Linked DNA regions of Mus musculus: region 2 is linked to region 1. Evidence: chromatin contacts called from public HiChIP or PLAC-seq data. All regions are on one chromosome and are shown on one strand. Each heading gives the region's core, a stretch centred on a gene start, on an enhancer-like site or on the middle of the called end of the contact. The rest is flanking DNA. Distances are from core to core; before and after follow the strand shown.

What was found. HiChIP or PLAC-seq counts read pairs in DNA pulled down with a chosen protein or histone mark.
Region 2: an H3K27ac HiChIP or PLAC-seq map of bone marrow-derived dendritic cells shows a contact between it and region 1, with 4 times the contacts expected there. The contact joins two enhancer-like sites. A contact is called at or near these places in 5 of 115 datasets of contacts at active chromatin or transcription factors (CD8 T cells, bone marrow-derived dendritic cells, embryonic stem cells and 1 more) and 2 of 9 other capture datasets (embryonic stem cells and pancreatic islet).

The regions. Positions count from the first base shown.
Region 1 is chr16:36,503,899-36,507,364 of GRCm38.p6, reverse strand. The region is part of intron 4 of Casr (calcium-sensing receptor); the gene reads left to right. Among named protein-coding and RNA genes, the nearest start is that of Stfa3, 50 kb to the right of the region's middle. Within about 2 kb of position 1,679, at least 5 of the 459 cell types and tissues checked have an H3K27ac peak or open chromatin away from gene starts, as enhancers often do. A contact at or near this core is called in bone marrow-derived dendritic cells, where this site is marked.
Region 2 is chr16:36,721,965-36,725,429 of GRCm38.p6, reverse strand. Ildr1 (immunoglobulin-like domain containing receptor 1) reads right to left here. Exons shown (of 8, transcript NM_001285788.1): 7 at 2,751-3,465. Among named protein-coding and RNA genes, the nearest start is that of Ildr1, 30 kb to the right of the region's middle. Within about 2 kb of position 1,364, at least 9 of the 459 cell types and tissues checked have an H3K27ac peak or open chromatin away from gene starts, as enhancers often do. A contact at or near this core is called in bone marrow-derived dendritic cells, where this site is marked.

The sequences.
Region 1 (3,466 bases), core at 430-2,929:
CTGAGCCTCCTCTTCACATTGAACCTCTACCAAAAGCCTTAAGTTACAGTGAAGACCTCAGGAGTTATGCTTCAAATGCAAAATTTTAAGTAAGATGAATTAAACACCAATATCTGGGTCATAAATATCTCCTCACACCTATAGCCCATGAAAGGAAGACCTTGGCTCTTGAAAATGCTACAGGAGCAGGGTAAGGTGGGAGGGAAAGAAGTTTTCTGTGGGAAACTTGACTTTCCAGTAACTCTTCTCCCAGACTAGGAAGTAAGATGACCAGGGCTAAATTTGAGTCAGGGGAGGGACTACAGTTATGATTCAAGCTCATTAGTAATGTAATAGAAAACCCAAGCCAAACTGACCTGTGCAGAAAGGGGGAAAGGAAATTTTGTGACTAGTCTTGCTGCATAGCTCAGAAGTGTTCCCACCACAGGTGATTCCATCTCTGTCTTTCTGTTCCTTATTCCCTGGTTTGCAGCTTCTACAGTAGCTTTAAGTTCAAAAAGATTACAGAGGAGAGATGGGTGAGGACTGGAACATGGCTCCCAAGTGCTGAGGATGGCAGGCACGGGCACTTAGCTGACATGTTTCCCAGGATCATTACAGTCTCCATTGAGCCCCAGAAGCCTCCAGACTCTCTAAGATCTTGGCCGTGTCCCTCACTATCAGGAGATGTACCAGCAAGTAGAGACATCATTATGTGGGCCTAAATAGGTAGGAACCTGACACCTATATTCAGTCTCATCCGAGAATTAGCTTGCAGCCCAGTGTCTGCCATCTCTCAACTCTTTGCTCCTAAGCCACTTGCCCGGCACCATTTTTCAAATCCCATATTAATTTTTGATGCAGAAATCTCGTTTCTCATTAGCTGTTGACATGATATCTTTGTTTCTCATCTCAAGTCGTCTATGTCCCATGAGAGGTACACCCAAGGAGGACCCTGTTTTATTTCTAAGCACTATCCACCATGAACTTTTTTGTAAGAATTCAGTTTCTCATGTAAATCTTTTCTAGTCAGACTCTCACGTACTTCCATTCTGTTAATTTTTTCTTCCTCATTTTTGCTGGCTCCCTGCCAACCATAAACTTCTTTCATTAATGGAAAGTCCTACCTGTGCGTGGACCATTCCTGGCTTCTTGGCTCTGGCTAAATTCTACTGCCTTTTAGAATGTATGTAGATAGGGGCTTCCCACTGGTGCCTACAAGGCACACATGTTAGCTCTAGAGTCCTGTAGTGGGAATACCCTCAAAGACCACAAGATGGAAATATCACCACACAAAAGAAAGTGGAATTCTCAGAACCTGCGTGCATTTACCTTTCTCTGAAATGCGTGGTTCCTTCTCAGAGTGTTGCAAATGCACTGGGGATCCTGCTATGTCTCCATCCCCCCAAGCCCCCGACTTACTCATTCTTTTTCCTCCCACCACTTGACAGAGAAAACAAGAAGCAACATGTTATGCTGATGTACAATCTAAAGAAGAACCTCACATTTTCTTTTTCAGTGGAATTATCATTTTTAGCATTCTAAAAACAAAAGGATGCCTTCTCTGGGAAAAATACCTAAATACTTTTTTATGTTAATTGCTTTTCATTGACATATTCATTGCACATAGTGATGAGCTTCATAAAGACATTTTTATTCAAATAGGGCATGAATTTCGACCACATTCACCCTCCCTTACCTTCCCCTTTCTCTCTTCTCCTGATCCCCATTCTTTCCCAGACAATCTCACTTCTCTTTTATAGATGAGATTTATGTATCTGTATAAAATCTAGGATTCACAAATAAGAAAAAAAAATCAAGACGTGATATTTATCAAGCTGATTTTGCCTAATCAGATCATCTTTTATATCCATTTTCAGCTAATGACATAATTTCGTTCTTACCTATGGCTGATTAAAACACCATTGCATCCATAGGCAGGGTCATATGGTGGTTCTTCTTGCAGCTCTCTGGGGGAAATTCCATACTGGCAGTCATTGTGGCTAGTCTAATTTACATTCTCACCAGGAGCCTAGAGAGGTTCCCTTTTCCCCATACCCTCACTAGCTGTAGCTCAGTGGGCGAGAACTTACCTAGCAGTCATGAGGTTTGTGGCTTCAAATCCCAGTGCCAAAAAAAAAAAAAAAGAAAGAAATGTTTTTGTGTGTGCCAGGAATAATCAATGTAAAGACTCTTAAATGTGAAATGATTTTCACTTCTTTCTTCCCCGTTATGTGACTTAAAGGTAAAGTATTATGCAGAATATAAAGTGCTCTAATATAAAACTTACAAGCCCGTATGCCAAAAGAGCGACTAAGGATGCTTAAAGAGATGAGTTTGGGCCTGGAGTGATAGCTCAGTGTTTAAGAGCACCAATTTTCTTCCAGAGAACTGGGTTTCAATTCCCAATACCCACATAGCTCACAACTGTCCCTAACTCCAGTTCCGGGGAATGTAATGTCCTCTTCCTGCCTCTGCACATGGTACACAGACATGCATTCAGACAAAGCATCCATACACATACATTTAACTCATTGGTTATTTAAAATGAGAGATGGGACTTAGATGGGTGTAGAGATGACTCACACATGCCTATACACCACATTCACACCAAAAAAAAAAAAAAAAAAAAAAATCTGGCTGCTCTGATCCACAGGACCTGGGTTCGATCCCCAACACATAGATAGTAGCTCTCACTAGTCTGTGGCTCCAGTTCCAAGGGATCAAATGTCCTCTTCTGGCCTCCTGGAGGAACCAGGCATACACATGGTACGCAGACATGGATGCAGGAAAAATATTAATACATTCAAAACAAAAATAAAAATTGTTAAGAGAATAGTGGGTTCATCTACTGCAGAATGTACCTGATTATCTCAGACTAATTTAAGGCTCGGCAGGCATTTTTCTTACACCGGTGTCGGCAGGATCAGGGTTTTAAACTCCTTGGTGCAATCTAAAGGTTCTGTGAACTTATAATACACTAGAAAGCTATGTGGGGGGTGGGGGTGGAACAGGATTTCAGGGCAATTGCAGGACAAATGAGAAAGCTACAGCGCAGAAGGCTGCAGTCAGATTCAGCCAAACCCCTAGTATAAAAATCCAGCATGGCAAGTTCTTTAGTGGAAGCTTGAAAACTTTGAGGATATGATTTTGGGGTGTATCCTTCTTCCATGTTAGGAACATGGTTGAAATCACCAGCCAGAACCAACAATGACACACCTGAAGCCAGTGATGTTCGTTGGTTTGTATTATCTGTCTATGCGAAAGGTAATCAGCTAGTTATGAAATAATATCATTCCAACTCTTGTCCCCATCTTTGTCCCTACTCCTGGACACTGTAGAGGGTAGTGGACCTAAGAGAGAAGAGAAGCTGTCGGTTGCTTGCTGTGTGTCTTAGTCATTGTTTGATTTCCCGAACAAAACATCATGACCAACCAAGAAGCAAGTTGGGGAGGAAAGGGTTTATTCAGCTTACACTTCCATACTG
Region 2 (3,465 bases), core at 115-2,614, 220 kb before region 1:
AAGTAGTGGTTGCTTGTATTTCTTCCTTGACCTTTCGCGGGGCCATTCTTTTTCCTCTCAATGGCCTTCCTCCAACACTGTGGATTTCCCAAAGTTTCTAATCTTATTTGCTCCATTCTATCACTGTTGTTTTTGTAATAATGCCAGTCTTCAGTGGACTGAAGAAAGGACCCGCTCTCTTCCCACTTCCCAGTTCCTCTCTACTGACCGTGAAGACAGCTCGGTTCCTGGTTACACTCTGAACCATTGCTCTCCACCCCCTTCATTAGCTCCATACTTCAGTGTTCCTCTAGAGTTATCTTTCACACTTTTCCCGAACAAACTCAATGGCTTTTCTTCAAAGGATCTCTTGTTATTTGTGGGTCTGTTTGAGTTCTGTTGTTGTTGTTTTCTCATTGGATATGTTTCTCAAACCTCTCCATGCATGTTGGGGAGGGGGGGTCATTTGGCTACATTTCTGAAATTCTACAGCTGGAGTTCAGAAATGAGAACACCCTTTCCTGTAATGAACAGTCCCAAAGACATTGTGTAGGCATGTGCATCATACTGCTTCAAAAAATGTGTTTCTTATGATCAGGAAAGGACTCGTTAAGGGCCAAGGTTTCTAATTGGAATACTCTGGGGTAAATGCTCTCTGCAACAGAAGACAACAATGAGAAGAGACAAAGGGACTCTGTTCAGGGAGACCTGGCATGATCAAGGGATACTCAAAGTAGAAGACTGCAGGTCCCAATACGACATTTTTTATTAATAAAGAACTTAAGGATATACTATATATATATATATATATTACCTGGTGTTCACTACAGGTTAGCCCAGAAACAAACACCATGGCTTTCTCCTCTCTAGAATCGATTTATATGGGCCAAGTTTTGAAGATGCCAGAGTGTCTTGGAACTCATTCTATTAGGTCAAGATTGGAAAGAGAGATAGTCTAAAGGAGGTTAGAAACACAAGGATCATTCAGCCTGAAGCCACTGGAGTAGAAAGCTTGAAGTTCCTGCTTCAATTTGACTGCATGCAAGGCTTCTAATGAGTGAGCACTCACCCTAAGTCAGCTGAGCAGGTACTCCCACAGACAGCAGAAGGTCTGTATTTCTCTGGGCTCTGAGCAGAGAGAACATCTTCCCTATTTTGGATTAGCAGGCAGTTGTGTGCACAGAAGCACTAGTTTGTGTGTATTTGTTAAGCACTACCCTTGAAAGGCTCCATGTGAGCCTAAAAACATTTAGTTTGTCTCCTATTTCTCTGAGTATTTGATGAAGTATTTTAATGAATCTTTTTGTTCTTTTAATGAGAGGACCAGAGAAACCACAAGTGACACGTAGACAAAAGTCACCATCTAGTGGCCTAACTGCACAGTGTTGAAAATGTCAAGCTCCAGTGCTTTCAGAAACCTGTGCAGGAAGCACTTGGCGCCATCACCGAGCCTCTTCATAACAGTAAAGCTATAAAGGCAACAAGCTACACCCTTCAAATGAACTAATCTGCAAACTCAGCTTTGGTCCTGGGCCTATGGGCAGTATCAGACTATAAAAAGAAGGTTTAATGCAATTCAGTGATATATCTAGAAACCAGACTCAGACCCCAGTCAATGGGGGATTTTAAAATTATTTTAGACAAAATCTTTCAAAGACAACTTTATAAATGAAAATGGTAGTAGAATGACTTCTTGTGCACATCTTGATGATTTTAAAAAAAAAGTACTGATGCTCGGGAAAATTTAGGAAGCCGTAGTCACTAGAAAGTGTTATGGATCTCAACTTCTGTCTAAGGAAACTGTGGGTTACCAAAAAGGCTTGAGAACCAGAGGACTGTGTTCAAACACGGGCTTCTTTTTCTATTGCTCTGTGCTTTGCCCTTGTTCTTCAACCTTTCTGAGCCTTGTGAGGACCAAATGAATCAGGACTGGCTCAGTGTCTAGAGCGTGTCTTGTACCCTTCCCTTAGATTCTAAGGCTTAGAAGGGCTGCATACTTTAACTGGAGGGAAATAAAGAAAAGGGAAAAAAAGTAACTTAGAGGAAAGTGGGGCTCAGATGTTGAGCCAAAAACTTGAAAATCATATATTTTTTTCTGCTAAAAAGAAGAGGCATACTTAGTCACTACATGAGAAAGGGGGGGAGAGAGGGGCAGGGGTACTGTAGACATGTATCCTCCAGTGTTTCCCCTTTAGAGTGCTAAATAATGACTGGCATCTTCAAGGTTCACAGCACTCTAAAGTTTTACTCATTAAGTGGGATGCCCAGGTCTGTTTTCATTAGTCTGATGAGCCTTCCCCGGCACACCAGGAAGCCCTCATCCTCTCACACAGCACAGTTGCTGCTCACTTAAACATTCACAACTCCTCTTGCCTGTTTCTAACTGGGCCTGTGAGAAAAAAGGTTGCCAAGTCAACATCCAGTCCTGCAGCTGAGACCGGAGGACCAGCTCCCCACCACGGGGTTGGGGGTGGGGTGCTTAGTCATTCTGAGCCTTAGTTCTTTACTGTCCTTACCAGCAGAGCCCTCCTGACCTGCCTCCAAGGGCAGAGAACATGGCTAAAGTCACACACGCTGGGGCAGAGAAGATCCAGTGCAAGCTCTGGGCCTCTTCTGTACCCTGCACTGACTAGGCCCTTTCATTCTAAGAAAAAGTAGTACCTCAGCCTGCCGGGACAGTTATGCAGGACTAGGAAAACCCTGCTGGGCCTGTGTCAGCTGAGGAGCCTCTCTGATCCTGCCCGACCCTCCACAGGATGCCCCAGGCTCACCAAGCGCCTCTCCACATTCCCTTTTTTCCTGTTGTTCTTGCCTGGAGTCACATCCAGTGAGCGGTAGCTGGGCGGCTTCTCCTCAGGCCAGTTTGGAGACTGTGAGCGGCGGCGGCGGTGATGGTGACGTCGCTGGGCACCCCAGTTCCTGGGCAGCGACTCTTTCTCCTCTTCAGAGCTCCAAGAGCTGGGGCCCGAGGGTAGAGGAGGCGAGTAGCTGCGATGCCTGCGTCTCTCACGTCTCTGGGCGCCTTCCCTGGGCTCTGGTCGTCTGGGGGGCCAAGGAGCCTCACTGGATGAGGGACATTCGCTCAGGCTGTCCCAGTCTGACCAAGGCATGGATGACTCGCTGGGCCTAGAGCGGTGGTGTCTCCCACTCCAATGGGGGTCCAGCTCCCCTCTCCCCGGGGCCCAGGGTCTCATCCCCTGGTCCTGGAGCTCTCGGAGGAAATCGGAGTGATGGCGCTGCCTCGGGCGCTCACTCAGATCGCAGTGTCTGGAAGAAACAGCATTGAGCCGCTGCTGGTGTGAGGGGTTGCTGGTCCTGGAGGACGGTGGGTCTCTGATTAGTGGGGGCAGGTGGATGACTCTGCGTTCCACAACCTCTGCGGAGCCCAGGGAGGAGAGCATGCTGCAAGGGTGGCCAGATTTGGCTCTGAGATCCGCAGGCAGAGGTTGGGCTGGGTTGAGGTTCCGCAATTCTTTCTCCAAATAT